Regions from separate parts of the Macaca mulatta genome. Here region 1 is linked to region 2. The links are chromatin contacts, called in public Hi-C maps. All regions are on one chromosome and are shown on one strand. Each heading gives the region's core, a stretch centred on a gene start, on an enhancer-like site or on the middle of the called end of the contact. The rest is flanking DNA. Distances are from core to core; before and after follow the strand shown. Region 1 holds the start of PARP16 (poly(ADP-ribose) polymerase family member 16). Region 2 holds the start of PDCD7 (programmed cell death 7).

Region 1 (4,547 bases), core at 532-3,031, 170 kb before region 2:
GAGTGGGCGACATGGTGGTGTGGGTAGAGCAGTGATAGCCTAAGTGTAGAGAGTTTCTTTTTGAGGTGATAAAAATGTTCTAAAATTGATCATGGTGACAGTTGCATATATCTGTGAATGTACTAAAAACTATTAAATTGTACACTTTAAATGGGTGAATTGTATGGTCTGTGGATTATATCAAATGTATATAAGCAGAGCTGAAACCCCTCCACAAGAAATGTGGTTCTGAGATCACCTTAGCAAATTCTGATAAAATCTAGGAGAATGAAGTAAACATAAAAACATTCAACGTCACTATCAATTAAGTAAATGCAAATTAAAACTATAATGAAATTCAACTTTGTGTCTATGGAATTGACAAGACTTAAAAAGAATTCTAATATTCTGCATGAGGTAAGGCATGAGAATGCTGGCCATCAGAGGCCCTTCCACACCACCCTGTGATGTGAATATTATCATTATGATTCTCATACCATATGTGAGAAATAGCTTCAGATAAGCATATTTTATATATCCACCCAACAAACAATTCTTGAGGCCAAGGAGGTATCAGAGGGTGGCTTTTGTCTAAGGGCTGCAATGAAGAAGAGGTGGAATGAGAGATGGTTCCCTGGTCTCCTGCCCCACTCCAAGCTCTCCCTTCCTGGGGTCTGAGCTTCAGAAGCCACCTTAGAGTTCCTGGGTCCCATGAGAACCCCCAGGGCTTTTGAAGCATTAGGGGCCTTGTGGTTCTAGGCCTCAGAGCAAACAGAGATTTGATGTGGGCTCCTGGGAGCAGACCCCAACCTTTATGGGGCAAAAAAAAGATGGGAAGTTCTGTGGTGTCTGGGGGACCAGTCTTCGCCCTACCTCCCGAAGTCATATATGCAATCCAATGGCATGGGACAACCTCTCCTCTGAGCCCAGGGCCCAGCACAGCCTGGATGCAGAAGGAGAAGTTTCTTCCTCAGAAGATCCTGCAGGGTAGGAGCGTGTGCACTGTGTTGGTCTAAGCACAATGGTCTGTGTTTAGATTTGCACGTGACCATGAGGTCACACTTCGGGGTTTTCTTCTAATGAAGGTTCTGAGTAGGGAGTTAAGTCAATGCCCCTCTGCTCTTCCCCAAGCTCCCTGTCAGAGAGGCCTCCCAAGGAAGATCTTGGGGCATTTGAGGCCAGAGACTTAAGCAATTCAGAGAATTCTGGAGGCTGAAAAGCAGAAGAAGTCTTTTGTTTTTCCAAAGACCTCGGTGCGAATCCCAGATTCACCCATCTGACTGTGGGATCTTGGGCAAGCATTGCAGCACTCTAAGCCTCAGTTTCCCTGGGTGTTAAATGGCTCCTTTTGTGCAGTTTTTGAGGGAAACGATTCAAGAGAGAGACAACAGGTAGCATTAATTCCCCAAGGAAGAGAAGTAGGCTCAACCCGCCGAGCTGGGACAAAGACAAGTACAGGGGCGGGTCGACAGGGTGCCCAAATCAGTTTCTACCAGGCGCTGCTGTGAGGATGGGTGGCAGGGGCGTGGGCGACGTCGCCCGGCACACACTGGCGGCGACACCTCTCGCAGCTGCGGCTGATTGGGGTCTGGGCGGTGCGGGCACAACCCATACGGAGGAGCTGGCTGGCGCGGGAAGGGGCGGGCCCTCGGCTGGGCCGGGCGGAGCGCTAAGCAGCGTGGGAGCGCGGCGGCGGGAGGGGAGGTAGGCCGGGCAAGGCAAACTGACGTGCGCTGCAGGCGGAAGACAGGTGGCGCCGAGGGCAGCCGGGCGAGAGGCGGGGCTTCGGCCGCGCGGCTGGAGGCGGGGCAGGAAAGCGCGCGCGGCGCAGCAGCCTCGCCCGTCGCGGAGAGTGGGCTCTGCCCGCCGTCTCTCGGGGGCTGCTTCCCGCCCCAGGCCTCCGCGGAGGACACGTGTCAGTACGTTCCCGCGGTTGTCATTCCATTGTCATAGCCCCTCCCCCAGGCCGGGAACCCCTCCCAGCCACCAACCCCGGCCCCATTATCCCTGGGCCCAACCTCCCCGCGGACCCGCGGTCCAGGCCTCGGTCTCTCTCCTCGGCAGCGAGCCGCGGCCCAGACCCCGGCAGAGGACCCTCGTCGGCACGTTCTGAACCCGTGTCATCTCAGCCCCCTGCCTAGCTCCACCCCAGGCTTGGGAACCCGGCCCCTGACGGCCCATTGTCAGCGGGCCCAGCCCCCGCGCTGAACGCACGCTCGCCCTTGCCCCCAACCAGCGCGTCTCCCCCGGCAACGCGCAGTGACCTGGGATGCAGCCCTCAGGCTGGGCCGCCGCCAGGGAGGCGGCGGGCCGCGACTTGCTGGCTGCCGACCTCCGGTGCAGCCTCTTCGCCTCGGCCCTGCAGAGCTACAAGCGCGACTCGGTGCTGCGGCCCTTCCCCGCGTCCTACGCCCGCGGCGACTGTAAGGACTTTGAAGCCCTGGTGAGTGTGCTTTGTCCTGGCGCTGCCCATTGCGTCCTGGACCAAGTGCCCTGTGGAACCAGAGGTAGAGGCAGTTCCATCCGCGTTAGTAAACATGACAGCCCCCAGACTTTTCATTCCCAGCTTGGCATGGCCTTGCCTTGGGGAAGGTTTCCATTAGCTAAGAACACTCCTGACACCCTCATGTCAACTCTCACTCCCAAGGCACTTGGTGGCTGCTTCTCTCCTGTCAATGACAAGTGACTCCGGGGACTGAAGTGAGGAATCAGGAATCGTTGCATAGTCCTCCACAGATTTTCTAGCCTGGCCAGAAATAGGGTTGATGTGAATCAGCTGTTTTGCTTAGCTAGAAAGTTATCCATCCTTTTGCAAATAGACACCAAAAAGTCACCAAAGCCACCCAGAACTTGGTCTTCCGATGAGGTGATCTATGGGCAGTGCTTTTATAAACTGTAACATCCAGTGCGTATGTCAGCTGTTATTTCTCTGATTCACCAGGCACTTTTTTTTTTTTTGCAGAGTTCACCTCTGGGTCAGCATTCAAGATATCAGTTGTCCTTATCCAAATGTTTCCAATTGCCTAGAAAAATATAACTTACCAAAATCGATTCAGTAAAAAGCAGAATATTGAAATAGCCAATAGCTGATATTCATTAAAGACACCGAACTCCATGTATCTTTGGGAACTGTCAAGTGTGGCAGTCTCCCTTCTTAGCCATGGAAGAGCATATTCTTGTTCATCAGCAAAGCTGTCACCATTTAATTGGTATCAGATTCTGACTTGCACAAGTAACATTCTTCACTGTTAAAAACTTGGAGGGGCTGGGCTTGGTGAATCATGTCTGTAATCCTAGCACTTTGGGAGGCCAAGGCGGGGGCGGATCACCTGAGGTCGGGAGTTTGAGACCAGCCTCACCAACATGGAGAAACCCCGTCTCTATTAAAATACAAAAATTAGCTGGGCATGGTGGCACATGCCTGTAATCCCAGCTACTCTGGAGGCTGAAACAGGAGAATCGCTTGAACCCGGGAGGTGGACATTGCGGTGAGCCAAGATTGAGCCATTGCAATCCAGCCTGGGCAACAAGAATGAAACTCCATTAAAAAAAAAAAAAAAAAAGCAAAACAAAACAAAACAAAAAACCTGGAGGGTGCCAGGTTATTGGGCGAACTTTTCTAAACTATTGTAGAAAAAGAAGAAAAAGGCTGGGTGGCTCACGCCTATAATCCCAGGACTTTGGGAAGGCAAAGCAGGAGGATCGTTTGAGACCAGCCTAGGCAGCATGGTGAAATCCTGTCTCTACAAAAAAATAAATTTAAGAATTAGCTGGGTGTGGTGGTGTGTGCCTGTAGTCCCAGCTACTTGGGAGGCTGAAACGGGAGGATGGCTTGAGTCCAAGAGGTTGAGGCTGCAGTGAGCCATGATCACACCACTGCACTCCAGCCTGGGCAACAGAGCAAGTCTCTCTCCCTCAAACAAAAACAAACAAAACAAAAAACCGTTGAATTAGTAGTCAGAGATTTTCCCTCAAAGAAAACTCTGGACATAACTGGTGTCATTGGTGAGTTCTAGCAATCACTGAGGGGATAAGTAATTCCCGGTGTTACACAGAATATTAAAAAAGAGGCTAGCAAACCTTGACCCTAAATCTAATAAGGTTGATGGAAAAAAAGAAAATTATAGGCTGAGTGTGGTGGCTCACACCTGTAATCCCAGCACTTTGGGAGGTTGAGACGGGTGGAGCACGAGGTCAGGAGTTCAAGACCAGCCTGTCATCTCCCCATTATGGTGGCACGTGCCAGTAATCCCACCTACTTGGGAGACTGAGGCAGGAGAATTGCTTGAACCGGGACTTGGAAGGCAGAGGTAGCAGTGAGCCGAGATTATGCCACTGCACTCCAGCCTGGGCAACACAGCAAGACTCTGTCTTAAAAAAAAAAAAAAAGGAAAGAAAATTATAGGCGGCCGGGCGGGGTGGCTCAAGCCTGTAATCCCAGCATTTTGGGAGGCCGAGACGGGCGGATCACGAGGTCAGGAGATCGAGACCATCCTGGCTGACACAGTGAAACCCCGTCTCTACTAAAAAAAATACAAAAAAACTAGCCGGGCGAGGTGGCGGGCGCC
Region 2 (4,838 bases), core at 1,027-3,526:
GATTACAGGCCAAAACAGGCATTCTATCAGTCTTCCCGCTAGACATGGTCCTGTAACCTAAGGCAGGTCCAGTCCCCTGTAGCTTGCAAATTCAAATAATAAGCACGAGAGAGGCAAAAAGAAAGTGACTGGCCACAGGCACGGTGGCTCACGACTGTAATTCCAGCACTTCGGGAGGCCGAGGCGGGTGAATCATGAGGTCAGGTGATCAAGACCATCCTGGCTAACATGGTGAAACACCGTCTCTACTAAAAATACAAAAAAATTAGCCGGTCGTGGTGGTGGGTGCCTGTATTCCCAGTTACTCTGGAGGCTGAGGCAGGAGAATGGCATGAACCCAGGAGGCAGAGCTTGCAGTGAGCAGAGATCTCGTCACTGCACTCCAGTCTGGGCAACAGAGGGAGACTGTCTCAAACAAACGAAAATGTGACTGGCCAGGTGCAGTGGCTCATGCCTGTAACCCCAGCACTTTGGGAGGCCAAGGTGGATGGATCACCTGAGGTAAGGAGTTTAAGACCAGCCTAGCCAACGTTGTGAAACTCTGTCTCTACTAAAAATACAAAAATTAGCCAGGCATGGTGGTGTGCACCTGTAATTCCAGCTACTTGGGAGGCTGAGGCAAGAGAACTACTTGAACCTGGCAGGCAGAGGTTGCAATGAGCTGAGATCGCGCCACTGCATTCCAGCCTGGATGACAAGAGCAAAGCTCCACCTCAAAAAAAAAAAAAAAAAAAAAAAGACTATTCCAGAGCTTGGCTGAGGAGAAGCAGTACAGTCTCCTGCCTTAAGGAAACCGCTTCAGCTTTCTCAGCAGAAAGTGAAGGCTTAAAAGGGGACTTAGGGCCAGGCGCAGTGGCTCACACCTGTAACCCCAGCACTTTGGGGGGCCGAGGTGGGCAGATCACCTGAGGCCAGGAGTTCGAGACCAGCCTGGCCAACACTGCGAAGCCCCATCTCTACTAAAAATACAAAACCACTAAAAATACAAAAATTAGTCGGGAGTGGCAGCGGGGGCCTGTAATCCCAGCAACTAGGGAGGCTGAGGCACCAAGAATAACTTGAAGTCATGATGCAGTGGTTGCAGTGGGTGAAGATCGCATCATTGCACTCCAGCCTGGGTGGCAGAGGGACTCTGTCTCAAAAAAGAGGGTGGGGGGGCGCAGGACTTGGTTGACCTGGATGGCATGTAAGGGGGTTGGCGGGGGGGTGGGAGGGGAAACCAAGGAGGTGCTAGGACTATGGGACTTGCTCCTATGTATCTATTGGTGATCTGGTTGGCGCTATGGAGCCTGGGGCGAAGGCAGGGGTGGGGGGGGAGGGGGACAGAGCTAGGTTGTAAATTGACAATTGTCCCCAGGCAATCCCCTGGTATGGGAAAGTTCCAGAGGTGCCTGGTTTAAGCTTCAGTCCTTGGAACTAATAAGCAAACACATTAGATAAGCTTACAGTGTAGACAGTTGTGGTGCAGAGAAGGTGAAGGTTAATTGGATTCCTTTTTTTTTTTTTTGAGACAGGTGTCACTCTGTCGCCCAGGGTGGAGTGCAGTGGCGCTATCGTGGCTCATTGCAGTCTTTACCTCCCAGGGCTCAGGTGATCCTCCCACCTCTGCCTCCCCAGTGGCTGGGACTACAGGCGCACGCTACCATGCCCGGCTACTTTTTAATATTTTTAGTAGAGCCAGGGTTTCACTATGTTGCCCAGACTGGTCTCAAACTCCAGTTCTCAAGCGATCCTGCCTGCCTTGGCCTCCCAAAGTGCTGGGATTACAGGCGTGAGCCACAGCGCCCACCCTATAATTGCATTCCTAAAGAGCTAAGTCGGAGGTGGGGGGAAACGAGAAAGGTAAAAATAGTTCATTTTTCTAAGAAAAATCTACTATCTACTATGGCCTTTGCACATGTTCCCATCTGCACTGTGCTTCCCTCTCTTTTTCTATTTAACTATTTATCTTCCAGATCTCAGCTGCAGCTGCAGTTCCTCAGGATAACCTCCAACTTCTCGAAGATACTCACCATGATTGATTAGTATGTTATACTAGGCAGGTAGTTCCATGAAGAGAAGATCTGTATCTCTCAGTCTCAGTGTATGCGCAGCGGGTAGCTCTGCACCTACGATCCTCAGTAAGAACAGTATTTATGAACTGAACGACCGAATGTTTAACCACTGCCCACTTACGCAAGAAGCCTTCCGGAGGGACAAGTCTACAGACGCCGCGCGTCGCAACAACGTCACTTCCGCCGGAAGGTTCTCATGAGGAACCACTCAGATTCCTGTCACTTCTCAAAGCATCTCCGTCGAAGACATGGCTCTGCCACCCTTTTTCGGCCAGGGTCGCCCAGGCCCACCGCCCCCGCAGCCGCCGCCTCCTGCTCCTTTCGGCTGTCCGCCACCGCCGCTGCCCTCCCCGGCTTTCCCGCCTCCTCTCCCCCAGCGGCCCGGCCCTTTTCCGGGGACCTCCGCCCCCTTCCTTCAGCCTCCGCTGGCTCTGCAGCCCCGAGCCTCCGCGGAAGCCTCCCGCGGCGGCGGCGGCGGCGGCGGCGCTGGCGCCTTCTACCCGGTGCCACCACCGCCGCTGCCTCCTCCGCCGCCCCAGTGCCGGCCCTTCCCGGGGACCGACGCCGGCGAGCGACCGCGGCCGCCGCCTCCCGGCCCGGGGCCGCCTTGGAGCTCGCGCTGGCCTGAGGCGCCGCCGCCGCCGGCCGACGTGCTCGGGGATGCGGCCCTCCAGCGCCTGCGCGACCGGCAGTGGCTGGAGGCGGTGTTCGGGACCCCGCGGCGGGCTGGCTGTCCGGTGCCCCAGCGCACGCACGCTGGGCCCAGCCTTGGCGAAGTGCGAGCGCGATTGCGCGGGGCTCTGCGCCTGGTGCGACGGCTGCGCGGCCTGAGCCAGGCCCTGCGCGAGGCCGAAGCCGACGGCGCGGCCTGGGCCTTGTTGTATTCCCAGGTGGGGCCGCTGCGCGCGGAACTGGCCGAGCGGCTACAGCCGTTGACCCAGGCTGCCTATGTGGGCGAGGCGCGGAGGAGGCTGGAGAGGGTCCGGCGCCGCCGGCTGCGGCTTCGCGAGAGGGCCCGGGAACGCGAGGCCGAGCGGGAGGCAGAGGCCGCGCGGGCAGTGGAACGCGAGCAGGAGATTGACCGCTGGAGGGTGAAGTGTGTGCAGGAGGTGGAGGAGAAGAAGCGGGTGAGAGCAGCGGCCGCGCATGGGGGTGGGAGTGGTGGTGGTTGGAACCTGGAGCACCAGGAGGCTTTAAACTTCCATTTCCCAGGGCTAAGGCTCTGTCCTTACGCGCAAAATGAAGCGACAGCTAACCTTCCCACCTCATACCACCATGTTAATTTTGTGTTAATGATGTACACAAAAGTTCAGGTGCACTGTAAAGTCCTGTAAACACAAAGTATAGGATTACACAGTGGCATTGCACGAATGACGGGTCTCCTCTATCCTGCTCCAACATTGTCCACTTACTTTCAAAACCAGTAAGTGTCTAGTTCCTTGTGTCTTGTGCTGCCCTAGGTGATTTTAAGAACACAAAATATAGGCCGGGCGCGGTGGCCCACGCCTGTAATCCCAGCACTTTGGGAGGCTGAGGCGGGTGGATCACGAGGTCAGGAGTTCAAGGCCAGCCTGGCCAAGATGGTGAAACCCCGTCTCTACTAAAAATATAAAAATTAGCCATGCCTGGTAGCGGGCGCCTGAAATCCCAGCTACTCGGGAGGCCGAGACAGGAGAATCGCTTGAACTCGGGAGGTGGAGATTGCAGTAAGCTGAGATCACACCACTGCACTCCAGCCTGGGCGACAGAGCAAGACTGTCTCAAAAAAAATAAATAAAAAGAGAGCTTTGGGACCCTACCTCAAGGAATATATATATACTCTAATTAGCTGATGGGGCAATAGTGATTCCCCGAGGATTCCTTTTTTACAAGTTTCAAACCATGTATCCCCAGGTTCAGCAATAGTGTTTCGGAGCATTTACTATATATACTAGGAGCTGTGCTAAGGTCGTTACATATACCAGATCTTGAATCTTTATAACAGCCTTGAGAAGTAGGAAGTATTATGCTAATTTTACAGGTTAGGAAGTTGAGGCATAGAGAGGTTAACTTGCCAGCGGTCACACAACCAGTTTGTGGCAGTTTCCCATATTTGATCCCAAGTTGTCTAATTCCAAAGCGTGTTGATCTCAGCCTCTTTAGGGCCAGGGTAAAACTGAAAATTGTTCAGATAGTTCTCTAAGGCATTTTCTTTTTTTAAATTTTTTCTTTTTTTATTTTTTTGAGACGGAGTTTTGCTCTTGTTGCCCAGGCTGGAGTGCAATGGCACAATCTAGGCTAACCACAACCTCCACCTCCCGTGTTCAAGCAATTCTCCTGCTTCAGCCTCCTGAGTAGCTAGACTTACAGGCATGCGCCACTACACCCCAGCTAATTGTATATTTTTAGTAGAGACAGGGTTTCTCCATGTTGGTCAGACTGGTCTTGAACTCCTGACCTCAGGTGATCCACCTGCCTCTGCCTCCCAGAGTGCTGGGATTATAGGCATGAGCCACTACACCCGGCAGTCTAAGGCATTTTCATTACCTTTGAGTGCCTCTGGGTTTCCCTTCCCTCCTCCTCATTATTTCTATTATTATTACATTGTAATACATAATGAAATAATTATACAACTCACCATAATGTAGAAACAGTGGGAGCCCTGAGCTTGTTTCCTGCGACTAGACAGTCACATCTGGGAGTGATAGGAGACAGTGACAGATCATCAGGCTTTAGATTCTCCATAAGGAGCCCACAAGCTAGATCCCTCCCATGCGCAGTTCACTTTTTTGTGCTGCTCTGAGC

Evidence for each region. A called contact is a pair of places that touch in the nucleus more often than the background predicts.
Region 1: a contact with region 2 is called in a Hi-C map of blood, with 4 times the contacts expected there. The contact joins the promoter of PARP16 here to the promoter of PDCD7 in region 2. A contact is called at or near these places in 2 of 14 Hi-C or Micro-C datasets (blood and fetal cortex germinal zone).

What each region holds. Positions count from the first base shown.
Region 1 is chr7:42,713,258-42,717,804 of T2T-MMU8v2.0, reverse strand. PARP16 (poly(ADP-ribose) polymerase family member 16) reads left to right here and starts at 1,781. Exons shown (of 4, transcript XM_077939590.1): 1 at 1,781-2,422. The coding sequence starts at 2,249. It overlaps LOC114680001 (small nucleolar RNA SNORA24), which reads left to right and starts at 3,090; the gene lies at 3,090-3,220.
Region 2 is chr7:42,547,535-42,552,372 of T2T-MMU8v2.0, reverse strand. It overlaps PDCD7 (programmed cell death 7), which reads left to right and starts at 2,276. Exons shown (of 5, transcript XM_015142475.3): 1 at 2,276-3,181. The coding sequence starts at 2,303.